2 separate regions of the Anser cygnoides genome follow, and region 1 is linked to region 2. The links are chromatin contacts, called in public Hi-C maps. All regions are on one chromosome and are shown on one strand. Each heading gives the region's core, a stretch centred on a gene start, on an enhancer-like site or on the middle of the called end of the contact. The rest is flanking DNA. Distances are from core to core; before and after follow the strand shown. Region 1 has its middle 55 kb from the start of KIF23. Region 2 has its middle 39 kb from the start of UACA.

Region 1 (6,825 bases), core at 4,108-6,607, 280 kb after region 2:
AATCCCAGCGTTGGTGCCTCCAGTCTCCGCCTGCCTCGCTCACTCATAACGACAGGGATTGTATGCAGGAAAATATACAAAACATCTAATTTTGGTGTGTGAGGGACTGGTATCGGGGCCGTGCCTGGTGTTGGGGCTGGATGCGGCCCCCGTGGGGCTGCGGGGAGCTGGGAGGCTCGGTGGCCTCGAGCGGCTGCCGGGGATTCCTCGAGCCCTGGGCGCGCCGGCACCCAGCGCGTCGTGCATCAGCGCCTTTAATGAGCAGGGCAATTAAACTCTCCCACTCCCAGCCCGGAGTGTTTTCTCTCTGCACCGTCACAGGGGAAATTTCCAGCGCCTGCTGCAGGTTTTTATTCCTCTGAAAGATGAAAGCACCGAGCGCTCCCATGGGGTTCGCTCCCGGACTCCCATTGCAGCCCTGGGACCCGGGTCCTGCCCCTCCTGGCGCAGGGGAGGTGCTGAGTCCCTCCTCCTCATCCAGGTCAAAGCGCCGCGCCATGTTCACACAATTACCTTCCGTAATTAGTTACAATTAGCCTGCTGTGGTTTGGAAGCCTCAGCAAGGGTTTTATCCAGGAGAATGCTGGCGGTGCTGCACCGGGAGAGGCTGCGCAGCCTTCCCCTTGGGCTGGGGGCTGTCGGTCCCTGCCCCGGCTGCGTGCCACCTCCTGCCTGTCCCCTCTGCCACCTCCTGCCTCGTATCTTCCCCATTTCCGAGGTCAAATCACCTGCAGAAAAATAATCAGCTCCTGTCGGTAACTCACGGTGGGGTTTCCCAGCCTCACCCCGTTCCTGATGGCTTTCCCTTTTGTCTCCCTTTGCTCTCTGGCCACCAAGGGCTGGATCCTATGGGAAGCCCCTCTGAGGTCTGGGTCGGACTCCTAAATAAATTGCACTGCGGGCGCACACAGGCTCCTAAACCTCAGGGCTGCTTGAGCACTCCTGGAACACAGCCCAAGGCGATGGGGGCAGATGTCCCCAGCCGGATGGGGCAGGAGCTGAGGGTGCGAGCCACCAACAAGCCAAGTGGCCCCGCTGTCAGGAGCAGTGGCCACGGGGATGGGGCTGCTCTGCGGAGGAGCCCCCCGGCGGAGGCAGGCCACGAGGCTCGTGCTGTGCAGCAGCTCTCCAGCTCCCTGCCCCAGGAGCACCGATGCTCTAAGCGGTGCCAGCGAAGAGATGCTTGTTATCACACGTGGCACTTACTCTCCAAGCACTTTAAAGCTTCAGGGCCGTCTCCTCTGCCAGCGGAGCAGCGCTGCTGTCAGCTCTCTCTCCCAGTTCGCTCCGATGATATCACGGACACACGCAGCTGCACCACTTGTGGATCAGCTCGGCGTGCACATGGGGGCACAGGGCGATGGCTTGCAGGTCTGGGGTCTGGAGGGAATTGGAGGGGATTTCAGCCCTGGAGGGGATTTCAGCCAGGGCCCCGTGTGGCGATGCCTCGAGGGCACCCAACACAGCAGCTCTGCAACAGCCTCACACCCAGGCTGAGTCCGCTTCTGGCACTTGTTCTCCCCTTACCAAACACCCAACATTTACCCTCAGCCCCATTCCCATCCTTTGGCCCCGCAGCATTCTGACTTTCCTCCAGTCCCTCCTCGCCTTCCTCCCTGCCACCCCCTGCAGGACCCCTGTGCGTGACCCCACAATGCGCGCACTCATCCCTCCCTGGGTGTTTTCTGTCCTTCTGACGCCCGTCAGCTGGCTTGCAGGCACCAGGGCCTGTCCTGCACCTTGTCCTGCACCCGCACAGCACCCGCAGCTTGGTGGGGGCTGCTGGGGGGGACCAACAGACCGTCCCTGGAGCCGGGAAGGGCACACAGCCCCGGCTCCTCTTAGATGCACTACCCAAAATATTTCGTGCTGACTTTATTTCTCAGCGAACTGCTTTGGATTCAGGGTGGGGAAGAGCTCTGGAGCAATAAAACCTCTCAAGGGCTGGAAAAAAAAAAAAAAAGGCCCATTTGGTGGGAGCTGTCACATCTATAAACAATATTCCCAAATTGTGCGCTTTTGAAGATTTTTGAAGAATTAAAGCAGAAAAAAAAAGTCACTTCAATGAATAATTCAGACTTTTTTCCCGTCATCTCTGGACCTTTCCGAGCTATAATTTCAAAGATAAAAGAACAAACGAGCTCGTTTCATAGCCTGGCGTTTGCACTACCGTCCTCCCGAGCCGCTCCCAGCCCCGCAGCTGGCGGCAGCAGCAGCAGGAGCTCGGTTCCAGCACATGAACCGGCTCGCCGGGCACGGCAGGGAGCAGCGGGCAGGGCGAGACCTCGGCCCAGCCTTCTCCATCCAGGAGTTTTGCAACCGACTTCAATGGGGCCGGGGTTTCGCCACGGCAGGCGGCCAGGCAGCGGCTGGCGTTTGTCTCCAGAGCTTCAGCTGCAGGAGCTCGTCACCGGCCGCTCGCTTGTGCAACGCCCCGAAAGGGCACGTTTGTGCAACGCTGCTGCCCCTCGCCTGCTGAGAGCCACCTGGGTGCATGGTCCAAGCAAAGCTGCCCTGTCCTGTGTGCCCGGTGGGGATGCTCAAGGGGATGCAGCTCCGCAGGCGAGCCGAATCACGCTCGCCTCTCGTCCCGTCGCACAAATCACACCCAGCCAAAACGTTTCCAAATCTCTGGGGAACAAACCAACGCGTGGCTTTCTTTCCCAAGGCCTTTCCCCCCCCGCTGCTGTTGTCACAGCGAGGAAACCTGCTTTGTTCTCACAGGTGCCGAGCCCGGCCGCCTCCCAGCTTCCGCGTGCTGCGCTTTCTCATGATCAGGGAACGCCAAGCAGCTTCCAGCCCGGAGCACCCAGGTTAATTACTCAGTAATAGCAGCAAAACACCCTTAGCATTCTTCCGGAAACACACTCCAGCCAGCACGGCATGTGATGCAACGCTCTGATTCATCTCAGTGTCTAGGAAAATATCAGAGCAATAAGCTGATAAGGAAGAACAGGCCCAACGCAGCTCATTTTCAACCTGTAATTAGAACAGTCTGGGTAGGAATTATGACAAAGTTCCCACTGCTGTGCCTCAGGGCAGGCGTCCCATCCCGTTCCTCTGCAGGTGACAGCGCCAGGACCCGAGGGAATGGCCTGGAGCTGGGACAGGGGAGGGTCAGGCTGGTGTCAGGGAAAGGTTCTGCACCCAGAGGTGGTCGGGCGCTGGGACAGGCTCCCCAGGGACGTGGGCACGGCACTGAGCTGCTGGAGCTCAAGGAGCCTTTGGGCAATGCTCTCAGACACACGGTCTGATTTTTGGGTGGTCTTGTGCGGAGCCAGGAGTTGGACTCGGTGATCCTGGTGGGTCCCTTCCAGCTCGGGATGCTCTGTGCTTCTGTGATTCTTCCAGACCCACCTGCGGGAGCCTGTGGGCTGCGCTCCAGGGCACTGTGCCCACGCAGGAGCGGCTGGATGGCACCGTGCTGGCATGCCGGGGCTGTCAGTGCCACTTTTGGGGTCCCAGGGTCGCAGGAGATGCCACCCTGCAGCCTCTGCACTGAGCTCCCAGGCAGGCCATGGTGTCAGATCTCATCCTGATGGTTCTGCCTTGGCCTCCCAGATGTCCCCAGCAGCACAGCGGTGGCTGTGTGTGACCTCCTGCTCCTCCTGGGACCCCAAAACCCCTTATGCTTGGCTTTCCAAGCGGCTGAAGCCAGGTGCTAACAGCCCCCAGGCCCCTACAGCAGCAGTACCAGCAGTGCTGGAGCCAGCCCAGGTATCCCCATGGAGCCAAACCCCCTCGATGGCATCCGCACGCCAGCTCAGGGTGGGCTCTGCCGCCGTCAAACCAATCCCCACCTCTCACCCTCTCCGCTCGGGCTGAATGTCAGAGCCCCAGGCTGTGCCGTTCCACGCAGACACTTCCACCTGGCATTTGGCAAGGGAAGAGAGAGTTCATTTCAGGTCCCACAGCCCCAAATCATGCCACTCTCCGAGCGCTCGCCGTGTTAATCAGCACCGAGGGCTGCCCGCGCGGGCGGCGGCACGCTGCCACTGCCATCTGCTGCCGCGCGCCGCGCTCGCAGCCGCCACTGCTCCGGGCCTTGGGGTCCCCAAAAACCTCAGCGGCTTTGAGTCCCTATCAGTGCACTTTGCCCACGCACGCCGCACGCACGTGTCTGCAGTGCTCTGAAAGGTTCTGTGCCGGGGGTTTTACTCCCTGAATAACCTGCAGACTTCCCTTTCGCTTACGCCTGCTTAGCAAGCCCGCGCGAAGAGGCTGCTGTGACCCGCAGCTCTCCCGAATTACCATCAGGACAAGCAGACATCACCCTAAATGCCACCAGAAGGGCTGCTCTGAAGGCAAGGAAGCTCCAACTTGAACCTAGGCGATTTTTCCCGGCGAGGAAGGGTCAGGCTCAGCCACGTGAATGCGCCGAGGCCATTCCAACGCAGCGCCCAGGGCTGGTGGTGCAAGAGCGGTGACTCAGGACGCGGCGTCTGCACCCTCTCACCCCTGCTGGCGGGCACTGCGTGGGCTGAGCTGCCACGGGACGCCGGGCACGAGTGCTGACAGCCGCCCACCAAGCAAAACTGGGGCAGAGGAGCAGCACTGCTCAACCCGAGTGGCCAGCCGAGGCCGCCAGCGCCGGCTCGTGCTCATTTACTGCTCATCCCCCAGCATCGTCCCCAGCATCTGCAGCGTAATCTCCTTTGCACGCCGGGCAGCGAGCCTGCTTTCTGCTTCACTTGTTTTCCCCTGCAGAAAGCGTTCTCTAACCACCATTATCTAATATTTAGCAGCGCGCTGTAATAAACAAAGTGTTAGAGATGAGACTACACGTCGCACTTATTGTTAGGCTGTGCATTCGAAATGAAAAGGCTGTTAGCTGGGTGAAATATTGTTCTGTGCAGCTTTTAGGTATTTTCTGCTCTCGATCAGAGCCCAATTAGATTCCTTTCCGAGGGAAAACGACTCTTTGAGGCACGGGAGCCGAGCACCTTAGCTGCAAAAAAAAAGAAGCTTTTAGAATAATTGTCACTTAGCACAAAGATATATTTGGTTACCAAAAAGGAAAACTGTGCAGATCATTATCTGTCCCACTTATCCTCCTTCCACAACACGATGAATTAAAGATGATCTGCGCCGCCACAAGCCACCACCCAGGCAGACACCCTGGTCCGAGCCGCGGTGCCCCCCTGGGGGCCGGAGTGAGGCGCTCCGAGGGTGCTGGGTGCCCCTGCAGGATGGGACCCGGCGCTCGGTCCCAGCACGCCTCTTGGGTGCTGATTCTGGCCCTGCTCTGCTTTCTTTCAGATGCAGATTAAAAGCATGTCCCGGTTTTATGGAAGAGACTTGAGCCAATTTCCAGCCGCCTACCCCAGCCTGGCAGCCACTCCAGAAAAACATTTGGCCTCTATTGTTCCTCTTTGTTTTAATCTGGAATCCAGATTTGCCTGGAGTCCTCTGAGTACTTTTTCCTTTTTTTTTTTTTTTTGTTTGTTTTCGAGTCAGGTGTTTTCCATTCACTGATAACATCACCGTGTTTGTTCCAAGATCACCTGCATAAACATGATCTCAGCGCAAGGGGCAAGGTTCAAGAGTTGAAATCTGCACCATTGTGTGCCTGTGTGTGAGCGTGCCTATGTCAGCCAAACCTGTATTTTGTCCCTTCTAATTATACCTCACCATATTAACAGATAATAGCTGTACATTTAAGCAAATTATCTCAAATAAAAAGAGGACAATAATTACACTGTTTGTTTTTGCTCCTTTCATTGCTGGAATTATTCTTTGTTTGCCTAGAGTTAAATATTAGTGAGAACCTTTCTGCACTAATGTCTGCTCAGTTGCCTTTTACTGTTTTAAACCAGCAAGAGTCAGTAAAAGTTTGGGCAAATATTAGATTTGGCAGAGTTTGCTGTTTGTATCAGGAAACCGATTGGTGTTATTGATTGACAGATGTGACCAAATGTTTAGAAAGTCTGTCCTCTATTGGATTCTGCTAGGTGTTTCAGCAAACAGTCCTAATACAAGGCAAACAGAGTTATTGGAAGAAGTACCAGCCTGTGTTAGCACAGCAAACTGAGGGCTATGCAAACAGCTTAAAAGAATCTGGCCACCTTCATATAACCTTTGATGTAGGTATTGATCCTTCTGAAGGTGGCAAAAAGTTTGAACAGGGAGCAGATTGAGTGGGATCAGATATATATAAACACCGTAAGAATGTAAATGTTATCTTTAAGCTACACTGTCGCTTTGGTAATGGATGTCTGTTTGGAATTTATCTTCTTCCAAATCTCTAAATCCATGCAGCAATAAAAATTAATAATAACTTTTAGATAGACTGCCTCCTAAGTCTCTCTCTCCTCCCCTGATAAGCACAGCATCAGGCATCTTTAATTCTTCTAAGCCGAGGACAGGGGCTTGCGGCGAGCAGGAGCCGCGGCCTCGAGGGCTGCTGGCGGGTGGCCAGGCTGCTGGGGCGGCACGTGGCCGCGCCGGTGGAGCTGCACGGGGGTGCACAAATGGGGAGCACTGGGGTGTGCCAGCACGGGGATGTACAAACAGGGAGCACTGGGGTGTGCCAGCAGGGCAGCGCTTGGGTGCTAATGGGGTGGTACAAGCCCAGTTTGGCGGTGCTCTTCGGGGCAGGATGAGGCCATGCCTTCTCGCGGGGCTCCTGCACGCTCTGCAGAGGAAACTGCCTTGCAAAAGGCGTTCGGAGGCAGCCCTGTCTCAAGGCAAAGTGCCGACGTGGTGGCACCCCACCAGCACCACCGAGCCCCAGCAGCCAGCTCGCTGCCAGACGCAGGAGGCACCTCGCAGCAAGGGCACACATCCGAGCAGCGCAGCCTTGTGCAGGAACCCACAGCTTCCTCC
Region 2 (6,909 bases), core at 1,258-3,757:
GTCTCAGCTTCTAATGAGAGACGTTTGAAGAGGTCATCCCACTTTGAAAGGGACTTGGGGGGAAAGTGCACTCATGAAGAGTGTTGCTTTCTGCTCTTGTATGCCCCTGGAGGGACCAGGTGTCTAGAACAGCAGTTGGTGGCTGCTGGATGAGCAGGAGACTTGGAGCTTTTTCAGTGGGTTGTGACAGGAAGAATTTGGCTGTGGAAGTGCAGACTTGAAGTGCAGCTGATAGATGCTCTTAAATGCTGATCTCACAGGAGCTAGGGGTTCCAGCAGTGGCTGCAGTAGGGCCTGGATTTTCAAGTGATGATGTATTTGTCGTCTTCTGCCTAGGAAAAAAAAAAAACAAAACTGACCTTGTCTTCATTTAGGCTTCTTGGGCTGTTAGTGGCTTGCTCTGATCTGAAGCTCAGAGTTGTCAAGTTTCTTAAAAAAAAAAATTAAAAAATAAATGACAAGTGTGTGTACATATCTCAGCTCTTAAGTCTGACACTCTCAAGCTGTTGGACTTTCTCTGGAGGTGCTGTGTTACCATCTACACATACAGGGAGTGGGCGTGATGCACTCAGAAAATATGGGACCTCTGGCACTCGCGCATATTTTTGTACGAGAAATCTGAGGCAGAAATGTGGCAACCCTTTTCAAGCAGCTTCCTCCAGCCTTGGGTAGTTAAAGCGTCTGGCATGTCCTACTGTTGCTAAAATGTAAAGAAAACCAGTGGGGCATTTAACTAATGCTCACTGCGATAAAGGGAGCTCTTTGGTAAAAAGCAAAACCCTGCAGGCGGTTAGGGTGCAGGAGGAGCAGGGCCCTAAAAGGGTAACAGTCCTCTTACGGTTTCAGGTTTGCTTGGGGAGAGCGAGGGAGGTACAAAAATGCATGAATCTGGGCAGCTGTGAAGAATCCTGGCAGGAGATTTTTTCTCTTTCCTTAATGAGGGTTCTTAATGAAGGTGTAAAATGAGCTGAGCGGGGAGGAGGGGACAATTCCTCTGCAGACTGGGGAGGGCTCTCAGACTTCCCTGGTCATTCCTCTGGGTATGTATGGGGAAAGGATGAGAGGGCTGCTGACAGAAGGAAGGATGGACAAAGGCTCACCCCTCTGAGAGGGACAAGGAATACTTTGCTGCACTTGGAGTCTTTAAGAGATTTATCCTGGGTGAGTGGATGCAGACTTGTTGCTTGGACCTACTGGACTTCCCTGCCTGTGTTTCTCCTGGTTTCTTGCAGCAGGACCGGAGTGCCTGCCTCTAAGAGGCAAGAGGTGGGTGACACAGGAGCCAGAGGCAGGGTCCTGGCAGGCAGTGCAGGAGCCGGCCCTTCCCAGGAGCTTCAGAAATGCCTCAAGGGCTGAGAGCTTTCTGTCTGCAGCAGAAGAGCTTTCACGTGCTTGTTCCTTTGCAAAACTAAAACCAAACGCTATGGGAGGCATTGGTAGCAAAGGACTGTTCTTTAGCTATGGCTGATCGAAGCTGTGCCATCCCAAGAAGAGGCTGTGTTGGCTCACCAGTGACGTGGAGGCGAGGTGCTCCGTGCCATGGCTTGCTCCTGATGGAGGGGAGCTGTGTGCTGCTCACGAGCCCCTGCACGGGGGATGTCACAGTGCATCAGACTGGAGAGCTAGGGGAGAGGACAAAGATGTGACATTGCATGGGAGCACTTAGCTGCATATTAATTTCTCAGCAAATGTTATGAGTGTTTAATCTGCTTATTCTCTTGAGCTGTTCTAGGGCAAAGAACTCTGCTGGTGATAAAGGAAGAGTGATTTACAGCTTTAAAATTATCGGTGCTTCAACAGATCACCAGCCTCAGATTGCATGCCTTTCTTGTTCTGCTTTATAGATGCTTCCTCTAAAGCTCAGTCAAGGCTGTGTGCAGGCATTTGGTGTTGTCCTTGCCAGAAAAGTGACCTTGGACAGCCAAAGTGAGGTTATTTAAACACCACCCCCCTAAACACCCGCCAGCACAGCCCCCGTGCCCCCAGTCCGTTCACTAAACTCCGGCTGATTTGCTTGTGGCATCCTATAGAGTGTATGATTTAAAAACTTCCCAGGTCACCTTTGCAGTATCTCAGATGCAATTGATGGGGAATCCAGGGACGCATTTTAAAGTAAATTACATGGAACAAATAAACCAATCTGCTTCTAAAGCACTTGTGCCTTTGAAAACACTGGCACTGCTGCTGTTTTTTTTTAAAGGGCATTTGTATTCATTCTAATTGAGTTGACCTTAAAAAAAAAAAAAAAAAAGATGTGGGTGGCGTTTTAGGAGATGTCTGTTCTTAATCTATGCCAGCCTGCTCAGACAGCCACAAGGGTAAGGACATAGAAGTAGCTCTCCTGCAAAATGCTGTCTGTTGTACCCCGGACTGTGAGCTCTGGCAGCAGCCGGCACCGCTGCCGCCGTCCGCAGGGCTCGTGGCCGTGTGCCTGGCCGGCAGCAAGCACGGCGCTGTCCCTTCACTGCTCCTTTCGGCAGTTAGCCCTTTGCTGGCCTGGCAGGAGGAGAAGCCTGCGAGTGTCGTTCTGCTCAGGGTGACTTGGTCTCCTGCTCTGCCTTCCCCTTATCAATCTAACCATCCTCTCAGGCTCCGTGCTGTGGGGCGGCGAGCTCCTCTGTTCGGCGAGCGTTATTGATGTTCTCTGGGGATTAGGCAGAGCTCACAGCAATCGCTTTGCACTGCGGGCCCCGTTCCAAGCGCTTTCAGCTGGGTTAGTGATCATTAACAACCTGTCTGTGTTCCATCAGATCACCTGGCAGTACAAATTTGTCTACCTCGAGCATGATCCTGTCATTGTATTTGTCAGACTGGCTAGAACTGGCAGTCCTGAGCTCGTGCTGGCTCTGTGGTTTTTGTGCCAGCTGTGGATAACAGATGGTACCTGCTCTGCCGTAACCTCTTTTCTGCAATCTGATAAAGCTGGGCTGAGGACAGAGGTTGCCTGATCTGGCACAGAGCCTGTCAGGACAAAGTTGACGTGCCTGCCAGCACCTCTGGAATGTGTTTGAACTGGCTCAGGGAGTTTATATTGGGTCAGCACTTCTGGGCTACACGCTTACAGCGTGTTTTCATCCTGCGTCAGACACCTCAGACCTGAAAAGCGATCCTCCAGGGGAGGGCAACAAAGCTGCTGAAAGGGCTGGAGGGCACGTCCTGTGAGGAGAGGCGGAGGACGGCCCTGCTGCCTCGTCTGGAGAAGGGGAGGCCGAGAGGCGCCGCGCTGCTCTCTGCAGCCTCCCGAGGAGGGAAATGGAGAGGGGGTGCCGGCCTCTGCTCCCTGGTGACCCATGTCAGAGCTGCACCGACTGGATGTCAGGAAAAAATCTCCTCACCATGGGGGTGGTCAAACACTGGAACAGGCTTCCTGGAGAGGTGGTTGATGCCCCGTGCCTGCCAGTGCTCAAGAGGCGTTTGGACTAGGCCCTCAGTAACACACCTGATCTGTGGTTAGCCCGAAGTGGTCAGGCAGTTGGACTAGATGATCGTTGAAGGCCTCTTCCAACTGAACTATTTATTTCTCTTAAATAGTGTTAAAAGAGGGTCTCCAGTGAGGGTCCCCATCAGTGTCTGTTTTGTTGCAAGCTGGTTTTATTCCTCTTCTCTTGAAAGAAGAGGATCTCATCCCTCAAGGCTGAGTGAGATTTGGAGGTGATGTTTCCCGTTACGTGCATTTGGTGTGCTGTGCTATTCCACGATGCTGCTCACGGAAAAAGTGCTGCTGAGTCGAGTATTTTCTGGAGGATGTGACAAAAGCCTACTTAGACACATGGTTATTCAGATGAGCCTTTCTTATGGTAACAAAACCTAGCCTCTCAGCCTTCTTCCTGGGGCCAGGAGGAGGCTGGGGAGCGAGGGAGAAGGCTCTGGTTTTCTAGGCAAGTCAAGGAACCAGGAAGGGCTCTAGATCTTGGCTAGCAAACCTTCTGCTCTTTCAGCCAGTGACCCCTGGGCTGCTGTGGGAGAGGTAAGGCATCTTGCCTGCCATGCCAAGGTTCTTACTGCATTTGTCTCTGAAAGATGCGTACTTCCCCTGTTAGTTTCAAATGCATTTAATTGAAATGTGCTTACAGAGCTTCTGCCTGTAGGCTCTGGCAGAGATGTTCTGCCCTGTGGCTCTGAGTTTTTTTTGTGCCAGCTGACTTCCTAATTGACAGCATACACTCTGCACTAACACAGCAAGCCGTAAACTGTAGCAAGCATCACAGGGAGGGAAGGTTGGCAAGAGGTTTCTGACTGTACCTTGATACAGGAGCACATTCCTGGGTAAGTGTTATCAGGTGTATTCCTGTCTTGGTCTGGGGATGCTCTGGTGTTTCTGTTGAAATAGAGATGCCTGTGAGAGGTACAAATGCTGCAGATGGGTTTTCCTTGGGCTACAGAAGGTGTGTGCTCTATGCCAGCTGGCTTGCCTCATCAGGACAGAATATATTTGTGACTCTCATAGCTGTCCCGTAGTCCTGGGAATGTGCCCTAGGGGGATAGGTGAGGGAGAAATGAACACCACAGAGGGTCTGGAGCTGGACAGCAAGACCCAGGGCTTTAATTATTAGGTGGGCTGATGCTTGATGTATTAATGGGCATGAATGTGGAATCCCCTGGGGGAACTGATGGGTTTTGAATTGCATAGCACTCTGCCTAGTATCGTTCCCCATGTAAACCAGGATTTGGCCCAGCTGCAGCTTGTCTGCAGGACTGTGACTTATTCATGCTCCTGGAACAGTTTAATGTCTGAAACATTCACAGATAACAAGGTGGGAGATGTCCTGACTTAGCAGTGTCCAGGATGAATGAATTAATGCTGTTGGGCAGAAGCATTTACATAGGAAGAAAAATGCCTGCTGTATGGCATGTTCTGTACAGCTGCCCAAAAGGTATTGTGGAGAGGTGTTTCTTCTCTGAGCGTTTGTGCGGGCACTTCTTTCAAACCTTCCGATGTTTGCTGTGGAAATGTTGTGTGGCATGAGGAGAGGTGGAGGGTAAGTGGGAGATGTGTGCTTTCAAAAGAAATACGTAGTCCTAAAACTTCTGTTAAAATGAGAATTTCCATAAATAATTTCAGGAGAAAAAGACTCTTGAATATCATGCTTAGTGGAAAACATTGCAAATAATTCTGATTTAAAGGTAGCTCGTCTTTTCCTGATACGATTGGATTCCATGGAAAAAGGGGGGGTAGTTGTGCACCGACTTAGCAGAAGCAGAGCTGCCCAGGCCTACGAGAAACCCAGTGCTTTGGGATTACTCATGGCTTTTAACGTTTGGCACGTACTTGACAGCTGAATTGTACACGCTCTGACACGCTCCCCGGGACTGGGATTTGGCCTCCCGCAGTCCCTCCATGCAGCTGGGAGGAGCTCGAGGCTGCAGGCCCGAGCTCTGTTTGTTCCCTGAACTCCTTAAGGCTCTGGTGGAGCCTCCCCGGCCTGCTCCACGCGCTGCTTCACCCAAACGCCTCACATGGGCCCTTCCCCTGCGTGGGGAGGCCTGTGGGCGGCCGCCTGCGCGAGCTGTTCCTAGCAGGCCTGCCGGTGCAGGTCGCTTTGGCTGGCTCCTGGTGGGGCTGGATTTGGGCAGCGTGGTGACCTCCGTGGCAGCAGGAGGTCGGGTGCCTTCCTCGGCCTCTCTGGTGGAGGTTGTTCCACCCAGCCCTGCTGCTTGCACGTCCCTGGTGCTCATTGCTTCTGCCCTGGTTCACGGCCGGCTTTGTGACTGTTTGGTCTCCCACCGACACTGTCCCTCGACACAGACACCTTCCCTTGTTGATGTTTACTGCCAGTATACCCCTGTGCCCTCCAGTATACTGTCTGGCCTGATGCTGGCTGGGTGCTGAGGCTTCTCCATGCCCCTGAAACTTTGTTCCCCCTGGGTGCTGGCAGCGACCCAGCTTCAGCTCCTCAGTGTCTGGAGCGTGTTCTGAACATCCCGCTCTGTTAACCTGTGTTGGTCCCCGCATCGATCCATGAAGGACTCAGGTGTGTGCTAGAAGCGAGTTGATACAGCGACTTTAATGCCTGCTTCCTGCACTTTCCTCTCTTACTGGTTCTTTGCCCTGCCAGTTCTTTACCCTGCCCTTTCCATCAAAGCTAGCTTGTTCACAGGGCATGGGCACAGCCTCTGGAAGCACAGCTGAGCCTTGCTGTTGTCCTTTGTTGCAGGAATCAGTGCTCTGACTTTAAAACAAACAACCCTAAAAAAAATTTCTCCCCCCGCTCCCATCCCAATCAAAACCGACAGCCCTCTTGGGGTAGCCTTGAGCAGTCGGCTGGGGACGAAGGTCTCTGCAAGGTTTTACTCCACTTCCCATTTACCTCCATCACGTCAACCCTTCTTTGAAACTGGATCCCAAGTGTCACGTGGGGGTTGCCCTAACTTAAATGCTCTTTCTCATGCTGTCACTTGTGGGTTTTGCTGTGTAGACTGGGCAACAAATTAAAGTGATTAAAAAAAAAAAAAAAGGCAACGAAAAAACCTCCCACAAAAACCAACAAAACACCCAGATTCTGTAATTGCTTTGGAATCTGATGAGCAGCAGATGGCTCTGTGCTCTTTGCAAGCACCCATCCTCTGCACATCAAGGAATAACTACGTCATGTTGTTCAACAAGCCACAGAAAATTATATTTTAATCCAACCTTGCTCCCCCCTTCTTCTTCCCACCCGCTCGCCCCCCCTGTGGTTTGTTGTTTCACTCAGTAGCTTGCCATAATGCATTTAGTCCTGCCTGCCTGTGATTGGAAACACAAGACATGGCTTCATTACAAGCTCTATGGCTTCCCCCTACACTTAACATACCGTACAAATTGTTTGCTCAACTTTGGCATCTTGCCTCAGAGGAATTTTTGTCATTTGAAGGTTTTAAATCAGCTATTTGAGCCACTCACAATTGTAAATAATAGGCTATTAGTTTATA

What was found. Hi-C and Micro-C count contacts between places; a contact is called where the count stands out from the background.
Region 1: a contact with region 2 is called in a Hi-C map of liver, with 7 times the contacts expected there. The contact joins two enhancer-like sites. A contact is called at or near these places in 2 of 7 Hi-C or Micro-C datasets (both in liver).

The regions. Positions count from the first base shown.
Region 1 is chr11:1,311,279-1,318,103 of Taihu_goose_T2T_genome, forward strand. No RefSeq gene overlaps it. Among named protein-coding and RNA genes, the nearest start is that of KIF23, 55 kb to the right of the region's middle. Within about 2 kb of position 5,358, at least 2 of the 3 cell types and tissues checked have open chromatin away from gene starts, as enhancers often do. A contact at or near this core is called in liver, where this site is marked.
Region 2 is chr11:1,033,189-1,040,097 of Taihu_goose_T2T_genome, forward strand. No RefSeq gene overlaps it. Among named protein-coding and RNA genes, the nearest start is that of UACA, 39 kb to the left of the region's middle. Within about 2 kb of position 2,508, at least 3 of the 3 cell types and tissues checked have open chromatin away from gene starts, as enhancers often do. A contact at or near this core is called in liver, where this site is marked.